2 separate regions of the Mus musculus genome follow, and region 2 is linked to region 1. A link is a contact called in public Hi-C data. All regions are on one chromosome and are shown on one strand. The core of a region is the stretch at or near the end of the contact, and the rest is flanking DNA. Distances in the headings are between cores, read along the strand shown. Region 1 holds the start of Usp42 (ubiquitin specific peptidase 42). Region 2 holds the start of Rbak (RB-associated KRAB zinc finger).

Region 1 (7,238 bases), core at 1,652-4,151:
TAGATGGCCATAACTCATATGCAGCTGTGGTGACATGGACTTGCTTGCCTAGGTCTGAGGTGGTAAAGCCTTTATCGCCAATGAGTCTAGCCTTCTTGGCATGTTCCAGGCCAGTGAAAGTCACTGTCTCAAAAACAAAACAACACAATACAAAACAAAACAAAACAGGATCTAGTGATGCCTGAAGTTCTCCTCTGGCATGCATACACACACACACACACACACACACACACACACACCCTACAGATGGTGTACATGTTTGTACACCCCAGTTATCTCAGTTCTCCTGAGACTGGTGCAGGAGGATCTGTGGTTCAAAGTCAGGTACACAGCTAGTTTTAGGCCAGCCAGGACTATATGATACCCTTTCTCAAAAAAGCCTGCTGTCAGAGAAGGAATGATCCGGCCATGGCATACCTCTATTGCTTAGAGTGGTGGCTATGGTAAGAATTGCAAGGGGGCAATTCTCTTACCTCTGAGATGTCTGCACGATCTTCTAGAATGCACTCTGTGCTTTGGGAGAGCTACTTTCCAAGGCCACAGCAGACGACCTGAAGTGCTCTCGGCGGGAACAGTGTTTCAGGCATAGTTGCAGTGGTCTTCTGTAGATGCTGTCTTGCCCTTCCACTTCCAGGGAGTAGAGAGGGGACATAGCACAGGACATGTGGATCTCAGGGGTTTGATGGATGCCATCTAACCAAGCTCTCAGTTCAGTGTGACACACGAAGATGCCAAATGTTAACCTCTGTTCTACACACACACATACACACACACACACACACACACACACAGAGGAAATATGAGAGCTATTAACAGTTGACTTCCTAATGAGCATGCACACCTGCAAGTGTGTCCATACACATACTACACAAATATGGTAGCAGTTGAAAAAAAAAACCACTTGATGTTGACCTGTTTTTGACATACACACACTCAGACATATCACACACACGCACACACACACACAAAATGCTTTTATAGTCAAATTGTTAAGGTGACCTGAATTAAAGAACATCAAACTTTGTGTAAAATCAAAGCAGAAGTGAGGGCCATTTGAGAATGTTTTGTCCACTGGGGCCAAATTCTCTTTCTTCCCTCATTTAAATCTGTAAGCCCAGCACTTGCAGATTGAGGCAGAGGTTGTAGAGTTTAAAGCCATTATACAGAATAAGACCCTGCCTCTAAAAACAAACACCAAACCCCATTCTTAATAAATCCCAACAGGGGCGGGGTAAACTTCTGGGACCTCAAAGGGAAGTGTTCTGAAATACCATAACGTTTAGCTAGATAACTAGTCCCTCAGTTCCTCAGCATTTGAATTTAATTACCTGGAAAAGGCAAAGTACTGAGCAGGTAGTTCTAGTCGCACAAATTGGTCATTTTCCTTGAGATGGGGTCTCAGTCTATAGTCTTGGCTGACCTGGATTACAGACAGGATTTTACTCTGTAGTCCAGGCTGGCTTGAACTCATGGCAATCCTTCTGCCTAAGCTGCTGAATTCTAGGATCACAGACATGGGTTATTTTACCTTTTGCAAATCTCTTAATAATGGTCTACAGTGGTGAAATTCCATAACCATTTTTTGTAAAGAAAAAAGTTGTGGTGTTAATTTTGACAGGAGATGCTGAAATGTGAGCAACTAGGATTCTCTTTCTCCTTTTTAATTCCTCAAAGTACTTGAGTTTTTTGCTCCAAATACTCAATAGACATTTTATAGCCAACCTATAGGGACTGTAATGAAGTTGGTAGCATGAGTAGGTATAGGCTCCTGACCTCTTTATAATGTTAAAAGCTTAACATAGCATGCTGTGGCTGGAATAAATGAAAGGAAAAAGGAAATATGGAGTTGGGTGTTTTGTTTTGAGACTGGGAGTCCTTCTGTAGCACAGGGTGTCTTCAAACTTGTGATTCTCCTGTCTCAGACTCACCTGTACTGGGAATCATTAAAATGGGACTTTTAATGCCCAAGCTAAAGAGCTTAGCTTCTTCTTCTGATCTGTGTTTTAAAATAAAACAAAAAACTGTGTCCACAAGAGTATAGTGAAACCAGAGTGGAGTGCTGGAGGAGTCAGTTAGACTAGGCTTAGTGAGAGAGAAGGCAAGTGGGTGGTGGGCAGGACCACAGCTCTTTAGGTCAGTAGGGTGTAGTGAACTGGTGGTCTAGGGGGTGAAAGGTTTTGATCAGCAGTGAATGCTCTTCAGGGGTGTGTACTAAATGGGTACCACAGGCAGGCGCTGGAGGGGAGAGAATACAAGGATGAACTACTTTGTCCAGCCTCAGGATCCAGGAAGTAACAAGAAGCATGACTGTAGGACTGGGGCGCAGTTGCCTCAATCTGGAGAGCTAAGACTTGAAGTGAGACGTTGAGGGGGGTGCATGGTCTGCTCTTTAGCCTGGCAGGGCTACGTAAGGTAGAGACAGCGGAGGCCCCATCGCGGTGAGGGCCCGTGGATCGCAGAGCCCAGTGGCCTCGCCACCGTAGTCCGCAGGGCCACGCGTAGGAGAGGCATGAGTCTCCCGGGATGGGAGCTCAGGTGTACTGGCTTTAGGGCCCCAACCCGGGCCACTCCGGGAACTCTGAACGGAAGCGGCCCCTCCCCGCCCTGCTGCCGGACACCCAGCCAATCAGTGCATCCCGCCAATCAGGGCGTCGGACCAATCAGTGTGCTTTCTCCGGCGGAGCCCGGCGCTTAGCTGACGCGTGAGGCCAGCCCGCGCCCCGCCGCCCTTGGGCGACGGCCCCTCCCGCGTTTGCCCGGCCCGTTAGCTGCGCGCCGCGCCTCTTGCGCGACGGCCCCTGGGCGGCGGAGGCCGTGGCGGCGGCGCGTGCGGGCGCGGCCCTGGTGCGCCCCCTGGCGGCCCGGCCGGCAAGCTGCGGGTGCGGCGCTGACCCGGAGGCGGCGGCGGCGGTGCCCGGATGGAGGCACGTCATTGTCCCCCGCCGGGCGGCTGGGCTGTGTGCGGCGGCGGCGGCGGCGGCGGCCGAGGGGGATGGAGCGAGTGCCGAGCCGGGTCAGGTAAGCTCCCGCCTCCTTCCCGCCCGCTGCAGGCCGGCGTGGGGCCGGGCCGCGTGTCCCTGGTTCGCGGCCTCAGCCGCCCCGCCGCCTTCAGCCGGCCGCGGCCCGCCGGGACTAGCGCGGCCCCTCGCCCGCCGCCCCCTCTACAGCCGCCGGGCGGCCCGGGGACCCCACGGCTGCGGGACTGGCGCTGCCGCCGCCCGGCCGGGCCAGGCCCGCAGAGCAGGAGGCGGTGGCCACGGCGGGCGGGCTCGCAGCGAAGGCAGCGCCGGGGTTGCACGGAAGGGCCGGACCCCCCTGGTTGCCATGGCCACAGCGCTCCCACCCCCACCGGCCCCAGCCCGCCCCCTCGGTCCGCTGCTCGGGCGGCCGGCAGCTACCGGGCCGCCCGGCGCGTTTGGAGCTGCCGGGGTGGGCGTGTGCACGCCGGGACAGTGTAGCCGGCGTAGCCGGCGTCCGGGGCCCGCCCGCCGCCCCCCCGCGTGGCTGCCACCTCCGGCTCCAGGGCGCCCCTCGGAGCTCCGGGCTGGCCTCCCCGCCCCCACCCCACCCCGACAAACTTTCCCACCCGGGCGCAGTCCACTAGGCTCCTCAGCAGAACACCCGAGTTGCCCACGCCGTAGCGGAGCGGACACCCGCAAGAGAGGCGGACAGCCGGGGGTGTTGGGGTGGGGGGGAGGAGCCCCGTAGCTCTTTCCCCTCCGAAAAAGCGAGTGTGCCTTCCTCCCCCAGGCTCTTTATCTTTTGGGGCACAGAGAACCAACTTACCTGGAGGAAAGGGCGGGTGGGAGGGATCAGATTCAGATGTTTGAAATGAAAATTTGACGGGACCAAAGTTTTACAATCTAGGACTTTAACCTCCCTAGAATACAGTTGAGATTACTTTTGTTGAATAGCTCTTTTATATCTGAAGGCCTTAGGACTTGCTTGTTTGTGGTTCTTTCAAGTAAATACACTCAAGTAACAAAAAGTGTCGGGGAAACTAGTTAACGCCCCTTTTACAAAGTAACAACCGGATCCAGGTTCGCACAGCTGTTTATGGAGGAGAACTTTTCTTCAAAGCATGCATTTTAAACGTTCTGCTTTTACCATGTCACTCATTCAGATGCTTAGGTCTGTGAATAATGAGTTACACTTATTTGTTTTTACTCAGGGACAGTTTCACTTTCTTTTCTGTAATCATTGATTCAAGACTACAGTAAGTACTTGGTTTGCAGAGTTTTACGGCTAATCATTCTGTTTACCAAAATACAATTAAAAACCAAGTGGTGTCTTTTTTTAAAGTTTCTTAAAACTGAAATGTTACCAGAACTTGTATAATACTGTTTATGAAGAGTTCGCATAACAGGTTTTTTTTAATGCGTTGACCTTATTTCTTCAGTGTATGTGGGGGGACACAATGTGTACATAGTGATATTCTTTCTTAAAATGAGAAAGATAAATGTAGCCTGGCATTTACTTATCGTAAAAGAGACCTAAGCAAGTAATTAGTCTTGCACATTTATTCAGCTTTGGTCCCTGGTCAGGTTTCAAAATGGACTGTTGTAACTTTGTATATCATGAAAAGGTGTTGGGACTGGCTGGGCTTTGAGTAAGTAGTTACCATTCACAGGCCGTTTTGAACACTAACTGTCAGACGCTTCACTTAGACTAAAAACAGGAGCCATATGAACCTGTCTTACACAATATAGCTGGGTTTTAAGAAAGGTTGGCTCTTATAGGTGGAGTTTAGTTTGATCCCTGGTGACTTTAAGGTGATATTCATTGGCTGAATATCCAAGTGAAGAAGATAGATGGGTTCTGTTATTCTTGCCAGAATCAAAACAATGACATATTTCTGATGACTTGAGTTGTGTTTTCCTTAATATTTATCTCCTAAGCCTATCACAGCATCTTTGCTAGAATGAGTACGGTGTTTTGTTTGGTTGGTTGTTAATCATTGTATGGAAAGGTTGCTTGTCCCAGGAAAATCAAGGGGTTTTACTATAAATGTTATTTTAAGTAAGGATAGACTAGCCTTTCCTTATTACGGAGTTTTGTCTCCTTCCCCTAACTCTCCCTCCTGTTCCTTTTTTTCCATCAATACACTGTGTGTGTGTGCACGTGTGTGTGTCTGTATGTGTATATAGAATTTCTTTTGCCTGTAGCATGAGAAATATATAAACTTTATTTGGCTAGTAGGCCCAAATTTTCTTGTGACTGAAGGTGATTTATCTTCATTTGATTAAGTATTCAAGTTATTGACTTTCTGATTTTATGTAACTGCCCCTACATTGTTAAGGTTGTAACTTCACTTGAATTAAAAATTGTAAACAAGAAGGTTGAAACTTTTAAGGAACAACTTGACTGTAAGCACCAACATGGGGACATCTGTTCACTGAAGTACACAAGGATTTTATTACCCTTTGTACTTTAAAAGGGGTGAACTTTTTAAAGGCCAAGTTTTAGAGGTACTCCCTTTAATTCAGAGGTTTTAAAGAATTAAATGAGATGCCATATATAAATCCCTAAGCACAAGCTGGTGCTACAAGCAAACACTAGTAACTTCCTGTTTGCACGATTTCATTCATTTGTTGAACACATGTTTGGAAAGCTTCCCCCATACCAGGTAGGGTGGAGTTAAGTTTTTACTACATGCTACCATGGAGATCAGCACAAGGACTTTTTAGGATTGGTTTCTTACCCAATCTTGGGGTGAAAGGTGTTGTCAAGGAAACCCTTTAGGATGGGTTTCTAAAAAGCATTGTAGAGGAATGAGTTCTAACCCTGACAGGGGAAGTGTTAACTAAGCAGAGGTAGGAGATGGAGAACATGTGAAGAATAGCTTGCAGGACCTCAGCAAGGAGCTTGGACTAAAAATGGGCCCTGTCTATGGTGGGAGTGTAACGTGCGGAGTGTTCCAGAGACTAAAGCGTGCCAAGTTCAGATGCTGGGAAGAACATAGGGAGGGCAGCTGAGCACTCCTGAAAGGTTTTCTTCAAGGTCTGACATGTAGATTTGGCTGCCTGGACATTTTGAGGACCATTCCTTAAAAGCACTTTGCTGACTTGGGTTGCATAATGGCTAGACAACGGTCCTGCTGGGTGCTGGGTGCTGGGTGCTGGGTGCTGGGTGCTGGGTGCTGGGGCTCAGTCACTGACCTTGCAGATTTTGGCTGATCTTCCAAAGGGTTATCATGAAAATTTAGCAAATAAATAAATATTCAGCAATTAATATGATACCTAGCACATCAAAAAAACTCAATTAGTAGATTTAAAAATAAGATTCAGAGATTTAAATACATATTTGTGTTCAAAGTTTGATGTTAGCAAAATTACAGGTTTAATTCTAAAAGTTGAAATACTTATAAATGCTGGACTTTTTCAGAAAAATGTATTTGCTTCACTGGTAAGACTTTTCTGTAGCTAAAATTTTTCAAAACTTCAAATTTCATACAATAGTATTTTAGACTTTCAATTAAAAATTAAAGCTAAATATTCTCTTTATGCAATTTAATTGACTTTTTTCCCTGAAAAATGGTATATGATTTAAAAATGTAATCAAATATATTAAATTGTAGACTGTTCCTAGCTTTAAGCAGTATGTATGTATGTGTATGTGTGTATATATATATATATATATATACACACATACACACACACATATATAAAATATATGTGTTTTTAGTGTATATAATTGTGTATATCATACACATATACACATATATATGTGTGTATACAAATATTATATACAATATATATATATATATGGTGTTTTTAGTGTACATAATTGTGGATTGAGGAGCCTGAGTATAACCTTGCATGGTTTGCGGGATGTGGTACAGGAAAAGGGTTTTTTGGTAGTGGTGCTGCTGCTGCTTCCAAAACAAGGTCTTTCCAAGACAGAGTCTTGTACTGAATTCTTGATCTTCCTGCCTCCACTTCCATTGCTGGGATTACAGGCATGTAACCACTAAGGCTAGGCAAGACCTCTACCACTGGAGCTACATTCCTGTTCCCACTAATGGTTTCTCTTTGTTGGATGATTTGTTTAAAGATAGTTTCACTTGGTTAGACACAAGTTTGGAGGACACAGTGACTGGCAAGTAGACTGCTCTGTTCACTCTTTGAAACAAATGTACTTTTTGTCTTTTGCAGGGTTGAAAAATGACCATAGTTGACAAAACTGAACCTTCAGACCCATCAACCTGTCAGAACCAGCCTGGCAGTTGTGAGGCGGTC
Region 2 (6,619 bases), core at 2,388-4,887, 550 kb after region 1:
GGTGCACACAGAGCTCAAAGTGTCACCCTCTTGGCTTGCTTCATGACCATAGAGTTGATTGTTTTAAATCACATTTTACAGTCATGGCAATGTCAGTCCTTGTAAGGAGGAGTTGCTGTGTGAGACAAGGGGACTAATTACTCTCTGAGCCCCTCCTTTAGTTAAAGAAACTAAACACCAGAATATGGCCCCAAACACACTGTAACACACTGTAATAATTGGTGGCTGCAGCTGAAACCTGGCTCTCCTGATGCACTACTGTGTCACCTTCCTCTACTCCCTCCAAGGTGAGGGCACACACTGGAACCCTTCTTTCTGAGTTCCAGCTTCTTCCCCCTTCCTCCCTCTGGTCTGTGATGCTGTCTTGGTTCATGGCTCATTATTCCATTCAGGTTCTTTTGCCAGTTTCTGGACAACATCCTATGTCTATGCAGCAAGCAACATGGAAGTCTGTTCATACTGAATTCCTGGGATAGGAGAGCTGTGGAATGTTCTATTGTTTCAGGGAGGCCCTGGAGTGGGGTCAGATGTCTGACCCACCTAAAAAGAGGATGGTGAATTATGACCCTTTAATATCAAGCAAGGGAACTGACATGCAGAAAGTTTATCTAACTTGTCCAACATCACGCATGCTCTCAGAATACACATGCTTAATTTTGTATCTATCTCCATGGAAACCGTGCTGCTAGCCTAAGAGGAGTTTGATGTTGATCGTATCTTTAAGAGCACCTGAGGTGATTTGTATTTTACTTAATTTCATAATTTTTCTTTAAAATTGGTGTGAAATGTTTATATAATAGTATTTATAATCCATGTACTCTTGCAAGAGTACATTGTTTCTTTTCCCAGTTAAAACATATTATGTGGGGGCTGGAGAGATGGCTCGGGTTTAGAGCACTGATGCTCTCCTGGAGGTCCTGAGTTCAATTCCCAGCAACCACATGGTGGCTCACAACCATCTGCAATGGGATCTGATCCGATGCCCTCTACTGGTGTGTGTGAAGACAGCTACAGAGTACTCATATAAATAAAATAAATAAATCTTTTAAAACATATTATATATATTGAAATTTTGTCTGCATGTTTGACGGTGCAACATGAGCATACAGTGCTCATGGATGCCAGAAGGGGGTGCCAGATCCCCTAGGACTGGAGTCACAGTCAGTTGTGAGCCTCTATGTGGGTGCTGGCAAACCAATTTGGGTTTTCCTGGGCGAGCAGCCAGTGCTCTTAACCACCGTGCCATTGCTTCAGCCTCAAGAATACATACTTATGACCATTAGTCCTTCATCATTACTACTTCTAACTCAGTATTTCTATCATCTTCTTGGATATTGTGTTTGCATTATATGGTTTGAAAAAAGACTGGTTTGAGGAATGCAGTTCAATAGTAGAGCCCCTGCCTAGAATCCCCCAGGGAGGGGCTGGGGGCGTGGCTCAGTGATAGAGCCCCTGCCTAGAATCCCCCAGGGAGGGGCTGGGGGCGTGGCTCAGTGGTAGAGCCCCTGCCTAGAATCCCCCAGTGAGGGGCTGGGGGCGTGGCTCAGTGGTAGAGCCCCTGCCTAGAATTCCCCAGTGAGGGGCTGGGGTGTGGCTCAGTGGTAGAGCACCTGCCTAGCTTACAGGAGGGCCTAGGCTCCATCCTCAGGCAAGGAGGTATTAATAAAAGATTAAATTTTGCTTGTTGCCAGATGGTAAAGACTGCTTCTCTGTTCTACCCTTCTCACTTTAAAGAGTAACATTCACTGTCGAGATCTGTATTGTCTCTTTGACACCTCTCTCTCTCTCTCTCTCTCTTTCTCTCTCTCTCTCTCTCTCTCTCTGTGTCTCTGTCTGTCTCTCTGTCTCTCTGTCTCTGTCTCTGTCTCTCTCTGTCTCTGTCTCTCTCTGTCTCTCTCTGTCTCTCTCTCTCTGTCTCTGTCTCTCTCTCTCTCTCTCTCTCTCCTTTTTAGTTACATATACTTTCTGCCCTTGTTTCAAGAAAGAACTTCCTTTTCTGAAAGACCCAAGAGCCCCTTTCTATGCATTGCAAACCTCAAGGAAGAGAACAACCCTGTCACCTGGGGAACTTATGAATCTACCTTGGACTCAAGAGCTGTTCCAGTCCTGTCTGTAGTAGTTGAGAGGTCACTCACTATACCTGATGTCCATCTAGGATCATTATCACTAGCAGGGACACTTGCTGCCTGCTGCTTCTGCTGGAGGCCACATATTACAACAACTGCCGGGTGCCAGGGTCACTGGTGGGTGAAAGGCTAGGACGTTAAGTGTCTAGTTTCTAAAGCCTGAGGCAATAGAGCCCTAGGTCAGGACTTGGAGCTGAAAGCCTGTAGGCCTGCTGGTCCAGCCAGTAGACCTAGGATGGCCCACACAGGTTGAGCTTCTCCTATCTGTGCAGAGCAGAAGGATCTCAGTCTGTTGACTGGCAACCCTTGTTCCGTATGTGTGTACAAACCGAAATCTTCTCTCAATACAAAAATTATATGAGCTTGAATGTCCTCACTGCAAGCAAGGAATTCCTTTTCTGAAAGGCCTGAGTCCCATCTGTGCAATGTAAACCTGGAGAAAAGAGTGTTCCTATCTCCCTGTCACCTGGGGAGTTTAGCCCAGGCCCCTCATTCAGAGACGTAACCCCTGCTTGCCACGGGGAAGGGAAGCTTTTGGTTTAAGAGATAGGAGCCAGCTCAGGTGGGCACCTCAGTGACCAGGTGAGGTGAGAACCTGGGAGAAGGTGCCCCATGGCAGTGCAGGCCTTCCGAGGAGGAGGGCTCACCCTTTCTCCTGAGACCATGTGTGCCCTGCAGCATCTGAGAGGGATTCGTGATGCTTCTGTCTCCTGCTGGTTGCTCAGCAGTTTATTACCTAGGGTTGGCGCTCCAAGGCGCTTGGTGCTTCTGGGATGAAAACGTTACTCTCTGCATCGGCGCAGAGAACTTTTTCTATTGACAGGCTTTGTTATTAATTTTGACGCCAACGTCTTTATGAAGAACTAGGCCAAGAACGTCGTTGCATTAATTCAATAAGAAATCGAGGAGCCGTTCATCATAATGTAACCATCGTTGAAAACTGTCATTGTCGCCCGGCCCTAAATATCACCTTTCAGAGATCACATTGCAGGTAGGTGTTTTCTTCTTTCTGTGTTCTCTTTCTGGTTCTGTTTTTTAGAGTTTCTGGGCATTAGACGTATGTTCTAGAAACCCACCATTAGTGTTTGTGCCTCCTTCTTTGTAAAGCACAGCTGGTTATTTCTTGTACCTAGTACTTCAAGGAAGTTTGGTTAATCGAGAATGACACTCAGTTTTCTTTCCTTCTAACACAATCTTCCTCTTATTTTAGGAGTCCTGAGCCAGGGACAAGACTTGGGACTTCACGCAGCAGGCCGTTTCTCCAGGCTCAAAGGGAGTGAGGACAAACAAGAAGGTAAGAGCATGGCTGGAGGCAGCCATTGCTCTCAGAGCACCTCCCCCAAACTGCTGGGAGGAGGTAAGTTCTTGCGCGAGGATCCCTAGATGCAGTGGCGCGCGAAGGCGTCTGGGACACAGAGTTTCTGTGCAATTCTTGGGGAGAAAGGAGAGCCTTGGAACTCGGACTTCCGGGAAGATGCTGCACATGCGCGTCGCGGCCTGTGCGCGTGCCCGCGCTTGCGCTGGGCCACTGCGCCGTGGTGACTTCCTGCAGGTCTGGTGTGTCGAGGCTACCTTCCCTCCCGCAGCCTTTGCGTTCGCTAAGCTGGAGTTGCCGAGCCTGCAGGGCCGAGGCCGGAGCTTCCGGGGCGGCAGCGAACAGACTCGGCTGTGCGGGCTAGGGAGGCCTAGCGAGAGCTCGGCGCGGAGGCTGACAGGGGCAGCGGAGACGCCTGCTCGGTGAGGCCCGAGGGCGCAGAGCGATCGGGGCTGCGGGAGGGATGCTGGGCACAGATGGTGCCCAGTCAGTTCACCCGGGCACCCCGCTGTCCCCAGCTTGCGGCGCCTGGGAGGGTCGAGGTGGTCGGGCTGACAGCGGGACAGCTGCATCGCTTTGGGCTGCACGGTCAGTCCCGAGGACAGAGTGCAGGCACTGAAGAACTCAAGGGCTCCAGATTCCCACGGTGTCACTCAGCGTCCATCAGCTCTCTTGCTCTGTCTGTGGTCCCCCCCCCCCCCGAGTCTGCCCTTGAGGCATCGTAATGGTCTAGTGCTCAAAATCTGCTTTTACTTCTTTCTGCTCGTGAAGGAAGACTGAGTCTGCGACAGGTGTGAGACTTAATCAAGGTTGTGTTGAAATGAGTGCCATTGTTTTCTAGTTTCTTCCCTTAGTCCCTTTTTAAGATATGCAGCAGTAACCAAGTTTAGTTGGATAGTTTGAAAACAAACCACGCTTTATCCCTGTTTGTCGGACGTCTATCCATCTGGACCATTTTTCCTTTTTGTGTTTTAGTTTTTTTGAGGCGTGGATTCCTTGTGGCACATATTGTTCTGGTAGTGGGTGATCCTCCCGTCTCCGCCTCCAGAGAGTTGGGATTGCATGTATGTCACCTCATGGAACATGGATCCCAGATATATATATATATAGTGCCCAGAATCCTCATTCACTGTGACATATTTTGCAACAGTTTGAATAGGAAATAAAATAAGTACCCTTGTTTCCCCCACCTTTACACCAAATGCCCGTGGATAAAAAGAAGGCAGCGTAGTGTTCATCATAGAACTGTACCCGCCCCCCCTCGCCTCCCACCCCCCATTCCACCTGTTGGAGTTAGGTTTGTGATTTCCTTCCTATCACCTCTGCAGTGTGTATAAGCTGCGATTTCACTTGGTGGTTCCCAGGCGAGAGACATGTCCCTGTGTAGACCAGTTAATCTCCGATTTCAGCGAGCTTTTCCTCCAGCAGGTCAGTCAGCAGTGTCTACAGTTCCCCCAAGAGGAGCAGAACATGAGCAGATCAAAGGTAAGTTTTTCCCGTTTGTAATTTTTTTTTTTCTGACTCCTTTGTAATGTATTTTGGAAGACTTACTCAAAGGTCTGTTCTTGAATGGTAGTGGAGTGGTCTCTAAAGGGATCTGACGCCCTCTTCTGGCATGCAGGTGTACATGCAGCAGAGCATCCATACATAGAATAATTAATAAGTAAGTAGGATGGTCGTGGAGAAAGGAGTGAATAAAGGTGATTGTAATATAAAATACACCCGAGTGGCAGGCTGTCATGACCTGTTGTGTAGGCAGTCTGATAACTTTAGGCTAATGGAGTTACTTGGCAGAGTTAGAAAAAGGAAAATCGTATCCATCCCATCACCTGCAGCTGCTCGTGGGAGGTGCCGTTTTTTGTACCTTATAGGAGGCAAAGACTTGCTAGGATTTGGACATCTTCCTTTAGTCAGGTTGGGATGATTTTTGCATTTTGAAAATTTACCTTGACAAGAGCAGCTTGAGGGAGAAAGGGCTTATTCTGCTCACAGTGGCAGAGTACAGTCCACCACGGTGGGAAGGGCACAGAAGCTTACTTTGAGGAAGCTGAAAATGTATATATTTTCTGAAGTCAGGAAGGGAAGAGGAAAGCATGCCCACCATGATGGACAGTACTCTGGAACATAGAGTCATAGAAAAGTTACAGAGAAACAAAAGAATTATACAAAGAAATCTTTCATTCCGTTTGCTCCAAAGTTGCATTTTTTAAACAGTTTTTAAAAAATTTGTTTTGTATGTGCCTACATGTGTGCATGTGTGTGGTCCAGTATGCACGTGAAGGTCAGAGCACAACTTGTGGGAGTCCGTTCTCTCCCTCCATACAGGTCCATAGAACTATGGAGTCATACATAGAATTATAAAGTCTCATACATAGAATCATAGAGTTTCATATGCAGACTCATAGTCTTGTACACAGACTCATAGAGTCTCATACATAGAATCATAGTCTTATGCATAAATAAATCACATGGTTTCATACAGTGAGTGCTCAGCCCACCTTGTCTTTGTATGGTCCAAGATCTAAGCCAAGGGAATGAAGCCGCACACAGTGGGCAGGCTTTCCTGCCCCAGTTTACCTCATCAAGAGAATCCCCCACAAGAATGACTGACTAGCCCTTGGTCTATTTCTCCAGCAATTCAGAGTCTCATCACATTGACCACTGAGATGAACCATCAGTAGAGGTGGTGAGTTCACAGAGGGGAGTACTTTGCTCAACTTAGGGAAACAAAAAGCCTGTCCAGTGTGGATAGCGTTGAATGGATGTCCTGGTTTGTCTGATGCAGTCTTGAATTGGATCTATATTCCTAATAATTCCATGTAGATGGTCTTTTATTTCATACAGAGGTTTTCTTTTAAACAGTGCATCTGTGATCTTATCACACAGCTGTCCAAGAAATCCTGTACTTTAACCATGAGCCCCATGAGATAGCTCTGCAAGGACTCTGCTGGAGAGTCTGCTGTTTGTTTTGGCTGCAGACCAGTATCCCCTAGATAAAGTTATATGACTCAAGGCTGTGGTTTCTCTTCTCCATAACTCTTCTCTGTACCTAAAAGGTAGCACTGAGAAATTCCTGTGACTGGAATCTGCCTTCCACTGCTCTTAGAAGAATGGAATGTGGTTTTCTGTTTCTTTTTTTAAATATGTATTTATTATTTTTGTGTTGATAATTTGTGTG

The links. A called contact is a pair of places that touch in the nucleus more often than the background predicts.
Region 2: a Hi-C map of rod photoreceptor shows a contact between it and region 1, with 5 times the contacts expected there. The contact joins the promoter of Rbak here to the promoter of Usp42 in region 1. A contact is called at or near these places in 1 of 39 promoter capture datasets (liver), 8 of 484 Hi-C or Micro-C datasets (brain, cerebral cortex, double positive thymocytes and 5 more), 2 of 115 datasets of contacts at active chromatin or transcription factors (bone marrow-derived macrophages and large pre-B cells) and 2 of 9 other capture datasets (adipose tissue and liver).

Annotation. Positions count from the first base shown.
Region 1 is chr5:143,727,943-143,735,180 of GRCm38.p6, reverse strand. It overlaps Usp42 (ubiquitin specific peptidase 42), which reads left to right and starts at 2,901. Exons shown (of 18, transcript NM_029749.2): 1 at 2,901-3,018; 2 at 7,155-7,238. The coding sequence starts at 7,164. It overlaps Gm38737 (a long non-coding RNA gene), which reads right to left and starts at 2,726. Exons shown (of 3, transcript XR_868672.3): 1 at 1,329-2,726; 2 at 474-627; 3 at 1-123.
Region 2 is chr5:143,177,793-143,184,411 of GRCm38.p6, reverse strand. It overlaps Rbak (RB-associated KRAB zinc finger), which reads left to right and starts at 3,637. Exons shown (of 5, transcript NM_001045482.2): 1 at 3,637-3,863; 2 at 4,870-4,926. The coding sequence starts at 4,912. Spdye4b (speedy/RINGO cell cycle regulator family, member E4B) reads right to left here and starts at 3,395. Exons shown (of 8, transcript NM_001384193.1): 1 at 2,774-3,395. The coding sequence starts at 2,791.